2 separate regions of the Pan troglodytes genome follow, and region 1 is linked to region 2. A link is a contact called in public HiChIP or PLAC-seq data. All regions are on one chromosome and are shown on one strand. Each heading gives the region's core, a stretch centred on a gene start, on an enhancer-like site or on the middle of the called end of the contact. The rest is flanking DNA. Distances are from core to core; before and after follow the strand shown.

What was found. HiChIP or PLAC-seq counts read pairs in DNA pulled down with a chosen protein or histone mark.
Region 1: an H3K4me3 HiChIP or PLAC-seq map of stem cell-derived excitatory neurons shows a contact between it and region 2, with 11 times the contacts expected there. The contact joins the promoter of HSD17B14 here to the promoter of CA11 in region 2. A contact is called at or near these places in 2 of 7 Hi-C or Micro-C datasets (induced pluripotent stem cells and stem cell-derived neural progenitor cells) and 1 of 1 datasets of contacts at active chromatin or transcription factors (stem cell-derived excitatory neurons).

The regions. Positions count from the first base shown.
Region 1 is chr20:51,774,436-51,779,785 of NHGRI_mPanTro3-v2.0_pri, reverse strand. It overlaps HSD17B14 (hydroxysteroid 17-beta dehydrogenase 14), which reads left to right and starts at 3,193. Exons shown (of 7, transcript XM_024351533.3): 1 at 3,193-3,617; 2 at 4,098-4,136. The coding sequence starts at 3,530. PLEKHA4 (pleckstrin homology domain containing A4) reads left to right here. Exons shown (of 18, transcript XM_063802045.1): 17 at 1,811-1,923; 18 at 2,389-2,848. The coding sequence ends at 1,894.
Region 2 is chr20:51,585,772-51,591,449 of NHGRI_mPanTro3-v2.0_pri, reverse strand. It overlaps CA11 (carbonic anhydrase 11), which reads left to right and starts at 1,437. Exons shown (of 9, transcript XM_001171568.7): 1 at 1,437-2,298; 2 at 2,387-2,461; 3 at 3,295-3,437. The coding sequence starts at 2,232.

The DNA.
Region 1 (5,350 bases), core at 1,944-4,443, 190 kb before region 2:
TATTTTTAGTAGAGACGGGGTTTACACCATATTGACCAGGCTGTTCTTAAACTCCTGACCTCAAGTGATCTGCTCACCTCGGCCTCCCAAAGTGCTGGGATTACAGGTGCGAGCCACCAGACCCGGCCCCTTAGACTTTTATAGAAAGGATTTAGACAAGTCACAGGTGGTGGTGGTGGAGGTGGGATTTCTGAACTCATGTGCTGCTTTATAGGAACACAGGTAAAGTTAAACATTGTCAGTCACTGGGTGCTATGGCTCACCCCTGTAATACCAGTACTTTGGGAGGCCGAGGCAGGAGTAAGAGACCAGCCTGGGCAACATAGCAAGACCTTGTCTCTACTAAAAATAAAAATAAAAATAATTAGCCAGGCATGGTGGTGCGAGCCTGTAGTTCTATTTACTCAGGAGGCTGAAGCAGGATTAGTCCAAGCCTGGGAAGTCGAGACTACAGTGAGTTATGATCACACCACTGTACTCCATCCTTTCTAAAAAATGAATAAATAAAATAAATTAATTTTTAAAAATTCAGTGCCTACAGAAGCATAGGAAAAACAAAACAAAACATTGCCAGTGTTTTTGGGCAATTTCATTCTCTTTTGGAGCCCCCTTCACTTCACCCTCAAAATGAGAACGTGGGGCTTCCAGGTGAGGAGTTCTAATGCCCCAATTCCTTTCCAGCCTGTCGTAGGACACTCGGGAGCCCAGAAATGGCTCAGAAGCTCTGGGTCCTGGAGTAGGTAAGGAACTGGAGGGCGTATCAAGGGAGCAGGAAAAAAAAATTTGCAAAAGCAAAGGGGAGTAGCATTATTATTAAAGTCTCCTGAATATGGAACTACAAATCGCAACCCTTCTAGAGATGCTTAAGTTCCCGGGGCATCTGCAACAAAACCAGAAAGCCCTAGATCCGTAGTGATATCTTTAGTTCCCCAAATTCCCTTGGTCAATAGCAGATCCTACTTCTGCATCAAGGAAATTGGGTGATAGTGACGCGCGAATGGACTACAAATCCCATAATGCATGTGGGCGGTATGAGGGCGGTGCCATGTTTAACATCTTTTAGAGACACGTGCTAGGAACTACAACTCCCAGAAAGGCACGTGCGGTACCCGGGTCCCCACTGTGCCAGCTGTTTATTTTTTATTTTTATTTTTATTTTTTACTTTTTTTTTTTTTTTGAGACGGAGTCTTGCTCTGTCTCCCAGGCTGGAGTGCAATGGCGTGATCTCAGTTCACTGCAACCTCTGCCTTCTGGGTTCAAATGATTCTCCTTCCTCAGCCTCCCTAGTAGCTGGAATTACAGGCACCCACCACCATGCCTGGCTAACTTTTTTGTATTTTTTGGTAGAGACTGGGTTTCACCATGTTGGCCAGGGTGGTCTCGAACTCCTGACCTCAAGTGATCTGCCCGCCTCGGCCTCCCAAGGTGCTGGGATTACAGGGATAAGCTGTCGCACCTGGCCTGCTTTTTTTTTTTTTAATTTTTCATTTTTGTTGGTACATACTAGGTATACATATATTTACGAGATAATTGAGATGTTTTGATACAGGCAGGCAATGTGAAATAAGCACATCATCGGGAATAGGGTATCCATCCCCTTTCAAGGATTTACCCTTTGATGTATAAACAATCTAGTTACACCCTTTAATTTATTTTAAAATGTACAATTAAATTATTATTGACTATAGTCATTCTGTTGTGCTATCTAATAGTAGGTCTTATTCATCCTTTTCTTTTTGTACCAATTAACCATCCCCCACCTCTCCCCCATGTACACACCCCCACCCCCAATCTTCTTTTTTTTTCTAGTCCAAGGAACACCACCCCTTACTTGCCGACTTCCGAAGGTCACCGGGAGCGGGTTCTCAGCCTCTCCCAAGCCCTGGCTACTGAGGCGTCGCAGTGGCACAGAATGATGACAGGTGACTGGCTGGGGATGTTGGACTTCTGGGTTTTAGGGAGGAGAGAGCTGGAGACCTGGAATCCCAGGTCCTGGAGAGGAGGGGTCTGGGGGCCGGTGGGAATTTTTTGTCTTGGTGAGTAAAGAGTTGGGCAGGGTTTGGGAGTTTTAGGTCTCAGGCAAGAGGTGACTGGGGTCCGGGACACTTGGGAGGAGGGGAGGAAGAGGTCAGGGGGCGGGGAGAGGGCCGACAACTGAGTCTCAAAGAGGACTGGACTGGGGTATCCAGACTCCTGGGTCTGAGGGAGGAGGGGCTGGGGGCCTGGACTCCTGGGTCTGAGGGAGGAGGGGCTGGGGGCCTGGACTCCTGGGTCTGAGGGAGGAGGGGCTGGGAATCCGGAGTCCTGGGTCTGAGGGAGGAGGGGCTGGGAATCCGGAGTCCTAGCGCTGAGGTTTGCCATTCTCATGTCCCACTCATCCTCTCCAGGTGGAAATTTGGACTCCCAGGGAGACCCTCTTCCCGGTGTGCCGCTGCCTCCTTCGGACCCCACGTGCCAGGAGACCCCTCCCCCCAGATCTCCCCCGGTGGCTAATTCGGGTTCCACGGGGTTCTCTCGCCGAGGGAGTGGGCGTGGAGGAGGTCCCACCCCCTGGGGGCCCGCGTGGGATGCCGGGATCGCCCCTCCGGTCCTGCCACAAGACGAGGGGGCATGGCCTCTGCGAGTCACTCTGCTACAGTCCAGCTTCTAATCCGCCCAAAAGCGGCAGCCAATCGGAGCGCGAGGACGTGGTCTGGAGGTACCGCCGGAGATCTGGGACCACTCAGGGCATCAGGGGGCGTGGTCTGGTCCCCATTGCGGGCCCGGGAGGGGAATGGTTTCTATGGCCAAAGTTTGGTTTTCTCAACACTGTCTAAATTTGGATTAAAACTTTGAACTTTTAGTCAATAGCTTTGTTTCTGTCTGTTTGGGGTTGTGGCACTGGGGTCTCTGAGGGGCAGAGCTGGAGTCGTGGACTCCTGGGTCCTGAGAGAGGAAGGGACAGGGGGCTTGGACTTATAGGTCTCTGGGAAGAAGGGATAGAGAACCTGATCCCGCGGTCTGAGAGTGGAGGGGGCTGGGCCAGGATTCCCGGGTCTGAGGGAGGAGGGGCTGGGACCCTGACTCCTGGGTCTGAGGGAGGAGGGGCTGGGAGGCTGGACTCCCGAGTCTGAGGGAGGAGGGGCTGGGAGGCTGGACTCCCGGGTCTGAGGGAGGAGGGGCTGGGAGGCTGGACTCCCGGGTCTGAGGGAGGAGGGGCTGGGAGGCTGGACTCCCGAGTCTGAGGGAGGAGGGGCTGGGGGCCTGGACTCCCGAGTCTGAGGGAGGAGGGACTGGGGCTTCTGGATTCCCGGGTCTGTGGGAGGAGGGACTGGGGCTCCTGGATTCCTGGGTCTGTGAGAAGAGAGGAGTGTCTGAGGGAGGAGGGGCTGGGGACAAACTTCCAGGTCTCTAGCCTTCCTGGCAACGCCCCCCGAGGCCGGACTTCCAGGATCCAGCCTCTATTGAGGATTTGATGCGACGGCCTCACGGGGCTTTGGAGGTGAAAGAGGCCCAGAGTAGAGAGAGAGAGAGACCGACGTACACGGGATGGCTACGGGAACGCGCTATGCCGGGAAGGTGGTGGTCGTGACCGGGGGCGGGCGCGGCATCGGAGCTGGGATCGTGCGCGCCTTCGGTGAGCCGGGTCTGACTGCTGGGAGCTGTGGAGTGTGAGAAAGGAAGGATGGGGGCGGGGTGATGGGGGCGGAAAATAGGGACTCCAGTACTGCAGCCAGGATTCTGATATTATAAAAGCCAATTTGCCGGCTAAAGTAAGCGTGTGGCGCTGTAGGCTAGGGCTGAGTCTGACAGGGTCTCCGAAGGCAGTGGCCCCTTTCTCTGGGTCTGTTGGTGTAGCTACAAAACCAGTGGTTTGAGGAATGGCTCTGTCAGTCGTGGAGTTTGCTCTGGAAGCCACGAACGGGGGTTCAGGAGCCTCAGCAGAAACAAGGCAAGGAGAGTATGTGTCAAGGCGTCTGCCCTCTGTCCTATGGGTGATCATGAGACTGGGGTCACGAGGGGAGAGGGAGATCAGCCCCAATCCAGGTGGCCACAAGAGGGCGGCAGAGGCTTTAACCAAGGCTCGGAGAGTAACCTGTTCCCTTCCTATTCTCAGTGGACAGCGGGGCCCGAGTGGTTATCTGCGACAAGGATGGTGAGTGACGGTCCCTCAGCCCTCACCCTGGCCCTTCCTCCCTCAGACCCAGAGGTCCAGACCCCCAGCACCTCCTCCCTCAGACCCCGGAGTCCAGGCCCCCAGGCCCTACTTCCTCAGACCCAGGAGTCCAGACCTCAGCCCCTCCTCCCTCAGACCTAGGAGTCCAGGCCCCCAGCCCCTCTGCCCTCAGACCCAGGAGTCCAGGTCCCCAGCCCCTCCTCCCTCAGACCCAGAAGTCCAGGCTCCGGCACCTCCTCCCTCAGACCCAGGAATCCAAGTCCCCAACCCCTCCTCCTTCAGACCCAGGGGTCCAGGCTCCCAGCCCCTCTTCCCTCAGACCCAGGAGTCCAGGCTCTGGCACCTCCTCCCTCAGACCCAGGAGTCCAGGCCCCCAGGCCCTACTTTCTCAGACCCAGGAGTCCAGACCTCAGCCCCTCCTCCCTCAGACCCAGGAGTCCAGGCTCCCAGCCCCTCCTCCCTCAGACCCAGGAGTCCAGGCCCCCAGCACCTCCTCCCTCAGACCCAGGAGTCCAGGCCCCCAGCCCCTCCTCCCTCAGACCCAGGAGTCCAGGCCCCCAGCACCTCCTCCCTCAGACCCAGGAGTCCAGGCCCCCAGCCCCTCCTCCCTCAGACCCAGGAGTCCAGACTCCCAGCACCTCCTCCCTCAGACTCAGGAGTCCAGGCCCCCAGCGCCTCCTCCCTCAGACCCAGGAATCAAGTCCCCAACCCCTCCTCCCTCAGACCCAGGGGTCCAGGCCCCCAGCCCCTCCTCCCTCAGACCCAGGAGTCCAGGCTCCCAGCCCTTCCTCCCTCAGACCCAGGAGTCCAGGCCCCCAGCCCCTCCTCCCTCAGACCCAGGAGTCCAGGCTCCCAGCCCTTCCTCCCTCAGACCCAGGAGTCCAGGCCCCCAGGCCCTACTTCCTTGGACCCAGGAGTCCAGACCTCAGCCCCTCCTCCCTCAGACACAGGAGTCCAGGCCCCCAGCCCCTCCTCCCTCAGACCCAGGAGTCCAGGCTCCCAGCCCCTCCTCCCTCAGACCCAGGAGTCCAGGCTCCCAGCCCCTCCTCCCTCAGACCCAGGAGTCCAGGCTCCCAGCCCTTCCTCCCTCAGACCCAGGAGTCCAGGCCCCCAGGCCCTACTTCCTCAGACCCAGGAGTCCAGACCTCAGCCCCTCCTCCCTCAGACCCAGGAGTCCAGGCCCCCAGCACCTC
Region 2 (5,678 bases), core at 188-2,687:
GTGTGTGTGTTTCTATGTCTCTCCCTCTCTTTGTGTCTCTCTCCACCTGTACTGATGTATGTGTGTCTCTTTCTATGTCTCTCTGTCTCGTTAATGTTTGGTGTCAGGCTGGACAAGGTGGCTCACACCTGTAATCCCAGCACTTTGGGAGGCCAAGGCAGGAGGATCCCTTGAGCCCAGGGGTTCTGGACCAGCCTGGGCATCATAGCAAGGCTACATCTCTACAAAAAATAATTTTTAAAAATTAGCCTGGCATGGTGGCATGTGCCTGTAGTCCCAACTATTTGGGAGGCTGAGGTGGAAGGAGTGTTTAAGCCCAGGAGGTCGAGGCTGGATCAAGCCATGATCGCACCACTGCTCTCCAGCCTGGGTGACATTGCAAGGCTTGTCTCAAAAAAGAAAATAAAAGAAGACAATGAGCAGTTTCACTACCATTAGACAGGGTGAAAAATAATAAATAACAACAACAACAATAATATGTGGTCTCTCTCAGGCTGGGTATGGTTGTTCATGCCTGTAATCTCAATGCTTTGGGAGGCCAAGGTGGGAGGATCCCTTGAGAACAGGAGTTTGAGACTAGCCTGAGCAACATAGCATGACCCCATCTCTTCTCCCCAAATACAAAAATTTGGTGTCTCTCTCTGTCTTTGGATCGCTCTTTCTCTCTCTTTTTGTCTCTCCCCACCCCATCTGCTGCCTGGTCTCTGAGTTTCTGTCTATCTCTAAGTGTGTGTCTCTATGTCTCCATGTCTGTCTCGCTGCGTCTCTGTATCTCCTTTTCTGCCTCTATCTGTATCTCTCTCATTCATTCCTTCCTCTCTCCCTCCCCCTCCTCCTCTCCCTCCTCCCCCTCCTCCCCCTCCTCTCCCTCCCCCTCCTCCCCCTCCTCTCCCTCCCCCTCCTCCCCCTCCTCTCCCTCCCCCTCCTCTCCCTCCTCCTTCACCTCCTCCCCCTCCTCCTTCACCTCCTCCTCCTCCTCCCCCTCTTCCTCACTCCTGCCTGGCGGTTTGTTCTTGCCTCTCTAACCCTCTGTCCCTCCGCCCTTCCTCTCCGTATCCATCTCAGGCTCCCCTCCCCTCCCCAGCCTCCGCAGATGTGGGTCCTCACCTCCCGCTCTCCGCCTCTGCCCTCCCGGCTCCTCCTCCCCGCCTCTCTCTCCCTCGCCAGGTCTCTGCCTCCCCCTCCCGGCGAGCAGCCCTCACTGCACTTCAGGCTCCCAGGGGATCCCCCGGCCCCGTTAAGGCAGCCCCAGGCAGAGGACCCAGTGGAGCCCTGGGGCGGGGAAGGGGGGCTGCGGGCGCTGGAGCGGCTCCAACCTGGGTCCCAGCGAGCAGGGGGACCCTGCATCCGCCAAGGCCGGCGGCCCCCAGCATGGAGACTTCCGAAGCCACTCCCAGCTCCACCTTAAGCGCCCCCCCTTCCCCTTGCTGCGGAGGATGGAAACAGCCCGCTCCCGGCCCCAGGTGTCCCGGCCACCCCCGCCCGCGTGGCCCCAGCGCGGCTGGGAGCCGAGGACCAGCCCCCTACCTCCTTCCGAATCCTGCCCTTTCGCACACCCCACCCCAAGCCAACCCGAGGAGTGTTTGCCGCTATGAGATCACCTGCTCCCCCAGCCCATCAACAAAATTAAATAACACCACGGGAGAGGAGAGAGGGAGGGGGAGGAGGGAGGAAGGGACAAGAGAGAAGAGAGACTGAAACAGGGAGAAGAGGCAGGAGAGGAGGAGGTGGGGAGAGCACGAAGCTGGAGGCCGACACAGAGGGAGGGCGGGAGGAGGTGAAGAAGGAGAGAGGGGAGAAGAGGCAGGAGCTGGAAAGGAGAGAGGGAGGAGGAGGAGATGCGGGATGGAGACCTGGAGTTAGGTGGCTTGGGAGAGCTTAATGAAAAGAGAACGGAGAGGAGGTGTGGGTTAGGAACCAAGAGGTAGCCCTGGGGGCAGCAGAAGGCTGAGAGGAGTAGGAAGATCAGGAGCTAGAGGGAGACTGGAGGGTTCCGGGAAAAGAGCAGAGGAAAGAGGAAAGACACAGAGAGACGGGAGAGAGAAGAAGAGTGGGTTTGAAGGGGGGATCTCAGTCCCTGGCTGCTTTGGCATTTGGGGAACTGGGACTCCCTGTGGGGAGGAGAGGAAAGCTGGAAGTCCTGGAGGGACAGGGTCCCAGAAGGAGGGGACAGAGGAGCTGAGAGAGGGGGGCAGGGCGTTGGGCAGGGGTCCCTCGGAGGCCTCCTGGGGATGGGGGCTGCAGCTCGTCTGAGCGCCCCTCGAGCGCTGGTACTCTGGGCTGCACTGGGGGCAGCAGGTAAGACCTGGGGTTCCCGGGAGGAGCCCCCGAGGGAGGGTGGAGGTGGGGATGCCAAGGAGAGGGATTCAGGCTGCTCTCTTCCCAGCTCACATCGGACCAGCACCTGACCCCGAGGACTGGTGGAGCTACAAGGATAATCTCCAGGGAAACTTCGTGCCAGGTGCCGCCAAGGCGGGGACCCAGGAGTCCGGCCCTCCCGGCGCCTCCTTCTTCAGACTCAGGAACCTGGGTTCCCAGCTCCCTCCTCCCCCCAGGACCAGGAGTCCCAGCCCCCTCCTCTGTCCCTCAGGAGTCGGGCCAGCTTCTGAACCCCAGGGGCTCACCATGGGACATTATACATGCGCATTTCAAGTAGTGAGTGGGAGTGAGTGGAAGGAAAGTGTGGGGGTGGAGATTATGTGTGCGTTTGCCGGGAGAGGAAGGTCCTGGCTCCTGCTAGGAACCAGAGGCTGGGTGGCCCCGTCCCCCACCTTGTCCAGCCTTCTCTTGCAGCTCCTCTCCCCAACACATTAATAATAATCCAGCTGTGGGATAAGAGAGATTTAAAAAAAAGAACTACAACTCCCACGGGGCTCTGGGGCAGGTAGGCAGCAGAGGGGTAGGCTGGTAGCACTGGGGCCTGCTGGGAGTTGTAGTTCCATCTACAATGGCTTAAGATGGGTTTGATCGGCTGGGCGCGGTGGCTCACGCTTGAAATCCCAGCACTTTAGGAGGCCCAGGTGGGTGGATTACCTGTGGTCAGGAGTTCAAGACCAGCCTGGCCAACTTGGTGAAACCCGTCTCTGCTAAACTTGGAAACTATTCCAAGATTCTTCTAGGACCCAGAATTCTGGATCTGAGCCCAGTCCTCCCTCAGACCCAGGAGTCTAGGTCCCTAGCCCCTCCTCCCCTGGGATCTGGGAGTCCAGACCACAGCCCACTCAGCAGATACCAGCCCTGGGATCCAGTCTCTATTTCTGACTCCTTGTCCTCCTACTCCGACCCCACCCCCAGGGCCCCCTTTCTGGGGCCTGGTGAATGCAGCGTGGAGTCTGTGTGCTGTGGGGAAGCGGCAGAGCCCCGTGGATGTGGAGCTGAAGAGGGTTCTTTATGACCCCTTTCTGCCCCCATTAAGGCTCAGCACTGGAGGAGAGAAGGTAAGGGGCTTGGAGGGAGGAGCTATTGAACCCACTGGGGATGGGCATGAATAGAGGCTGGGGAATGGGGTGCTGAGGTAGGAGAGCAGCCTTGGGGGAGGAGGGGACACCCAGTGGGTGGAGAGGAGGCTGCTTACACTGTAAAATGGATCACCCATTCTTCCCATCCCAAGCATGGTCCCCTAGTCTCCCCATCTCTGCAGAAGCAATGAAAAGCAGAACATTTCCTGTGCCAGGCAGATTTAAAAGCTTGATAAGCCTCTCATCTCATAACCACCCCACAAAATGGGTACAATTATTATTATTGTTATTATTATTATTATTATTTTGAGATGGAGTTTTGCTCTTGTTGCCCAGGCTGGACTGCAATGATGTGATCTCAGCTCACTGCAACCTCCACCTCCCAGGTTCAAGCGATTCTCCTGCCCCAGCCTCCCGAGTAGTTGGGATTACAGGCATGCACCACCACGCCCAGCTAATTTTTTGTATTTTTAGCAGAGATGGGTTTTCTCCATTTTGGTCAGGCTGGTCTTGAACTCCTGACCTCAGGTGATCCACCTGCCTCGGCCTCCCAAAGTGCTAGGATTACAGGCATGAGCCACTGCGTCCAGCCAAAATGGGTACAATTATTAACCTTATTATATACATGCAGAAACTGACACACAGAGGTTAAGTTACTTGCCTAGGATCACACAGAGAGCCAGCACTGGCATTCAAACCAAGCAGCGTAGCATGAATGCTGGGACCTGCTTTATAATACCATGCTGGGAACCATACTTTTTTTTTTTTTTTTTTTTGGAATTGGGATCTCACTCTGTGACCCAGGCTGGAGTGCAGTGGCCCAGTCATAGCTCACTGTAACCTCAAATTCCTGGGCCCAAGTGATCTTCCTACCTCAGCCTCAAAAATAGCTAGGACATGCCTGGGTGTGGTGGTTCATGCCTGTAACCCCAGCACTTCGGTAGGCCGAGGTGGGTGGATCACGAGGTTAGGAGTTCGAGATCAGCCTGGCCAACATGGTGAAACCCCATCTCTACTAAAAATACAAAAATTAGCCGGGTGTGGTGGCATGTGCCTGTAATCCCAGCTACTTGAGAGGCTGAGGCAGGAGAATTGCTTGAACCCGGGAGGCGGAGGTTGCAGTGAGCTGACATCACGCCATTGGACTCCAGCCTGGGTGACAGAACAAGACTCCATCTCAGAAAGAAATAAATACAGAGAGAGAGGGAGAGAAAAGAAAGAGAGAGAGCGAGAAAGAAAGAGAGAAAGAGAGAAGGAAGGAAGGGAAGGAAGGAAGGGAAGGAAGGAAAGGAAGGAAGAAGCCAGGACTGCAGGCACATGCCAGTATGCTTGGCTAACTTTTTAAGTTTTTTGTATAGGTGGGGTCTCACTATGTTGTCCAGGCTGATGTCGAACTCCTGGGTTCAAGTGATCCTCCTTGCCTTGGCTTCCCAAGGTACTGGAATTACAGCTGTGATCCACCGCGCCTGGCCAATACCATTTCTTATAAGAGCCGGCACTGCCTTTCATTTAGCTGCCCCAGCCAAAAGCCTCAAAGCCATTCCCCATCCTATCCTGTCTCCCTCATGTCCATTTCCAATCCATGTTCTTTCTAGCCTTGCTGCTAAATATTATTCAAATCCTTTCACCTATCACGCCCTCTACTGCCCCCAGTCTCATGTAGGCACCATCATCTGCCACCTGGACTGGTGGCGTACCCTCCTCACTGGACTGCCTCTCAACTTCCTGCAATCTATTCACCCCACAGCTAGAGAGATGTTTAAAACACAAATAAGATCATATCACTCCTGCTCAAAATCCTCCTATTAGGATATGTAATAACAGCAAACATTTACATAGCACTTACTATATGTTTGGCACTCTGGCAAATGTGTTATATATATGCAGTTTATTTATTTTTATTTTATTTTATTTTTTGAGTCGGAGTCTCGCTCTGTCGCCCAGGCTGGAGTGTAATGGAATGATCTCAGATCACTGCAACCTCCGCCTCCTAGGATCAAGCGATTTTCCTGCCTCAGCCTCCCAAGTAGCTGGGATTACAGGCGCCCACCGCCACACCCAGCTGGTTTTTGTATTTTTAGTAGAGATGGGGTTTCACCATGTTGGCCAGGCTGGTCTCAAACTCCTGACCTCTGGTGATCTGCCCACCTCAGCTTCCCAAAGTGCTGGGATTACAGGCGTGAGCCACCACATCCAGCCTATATATGCAGTTTATTTAAA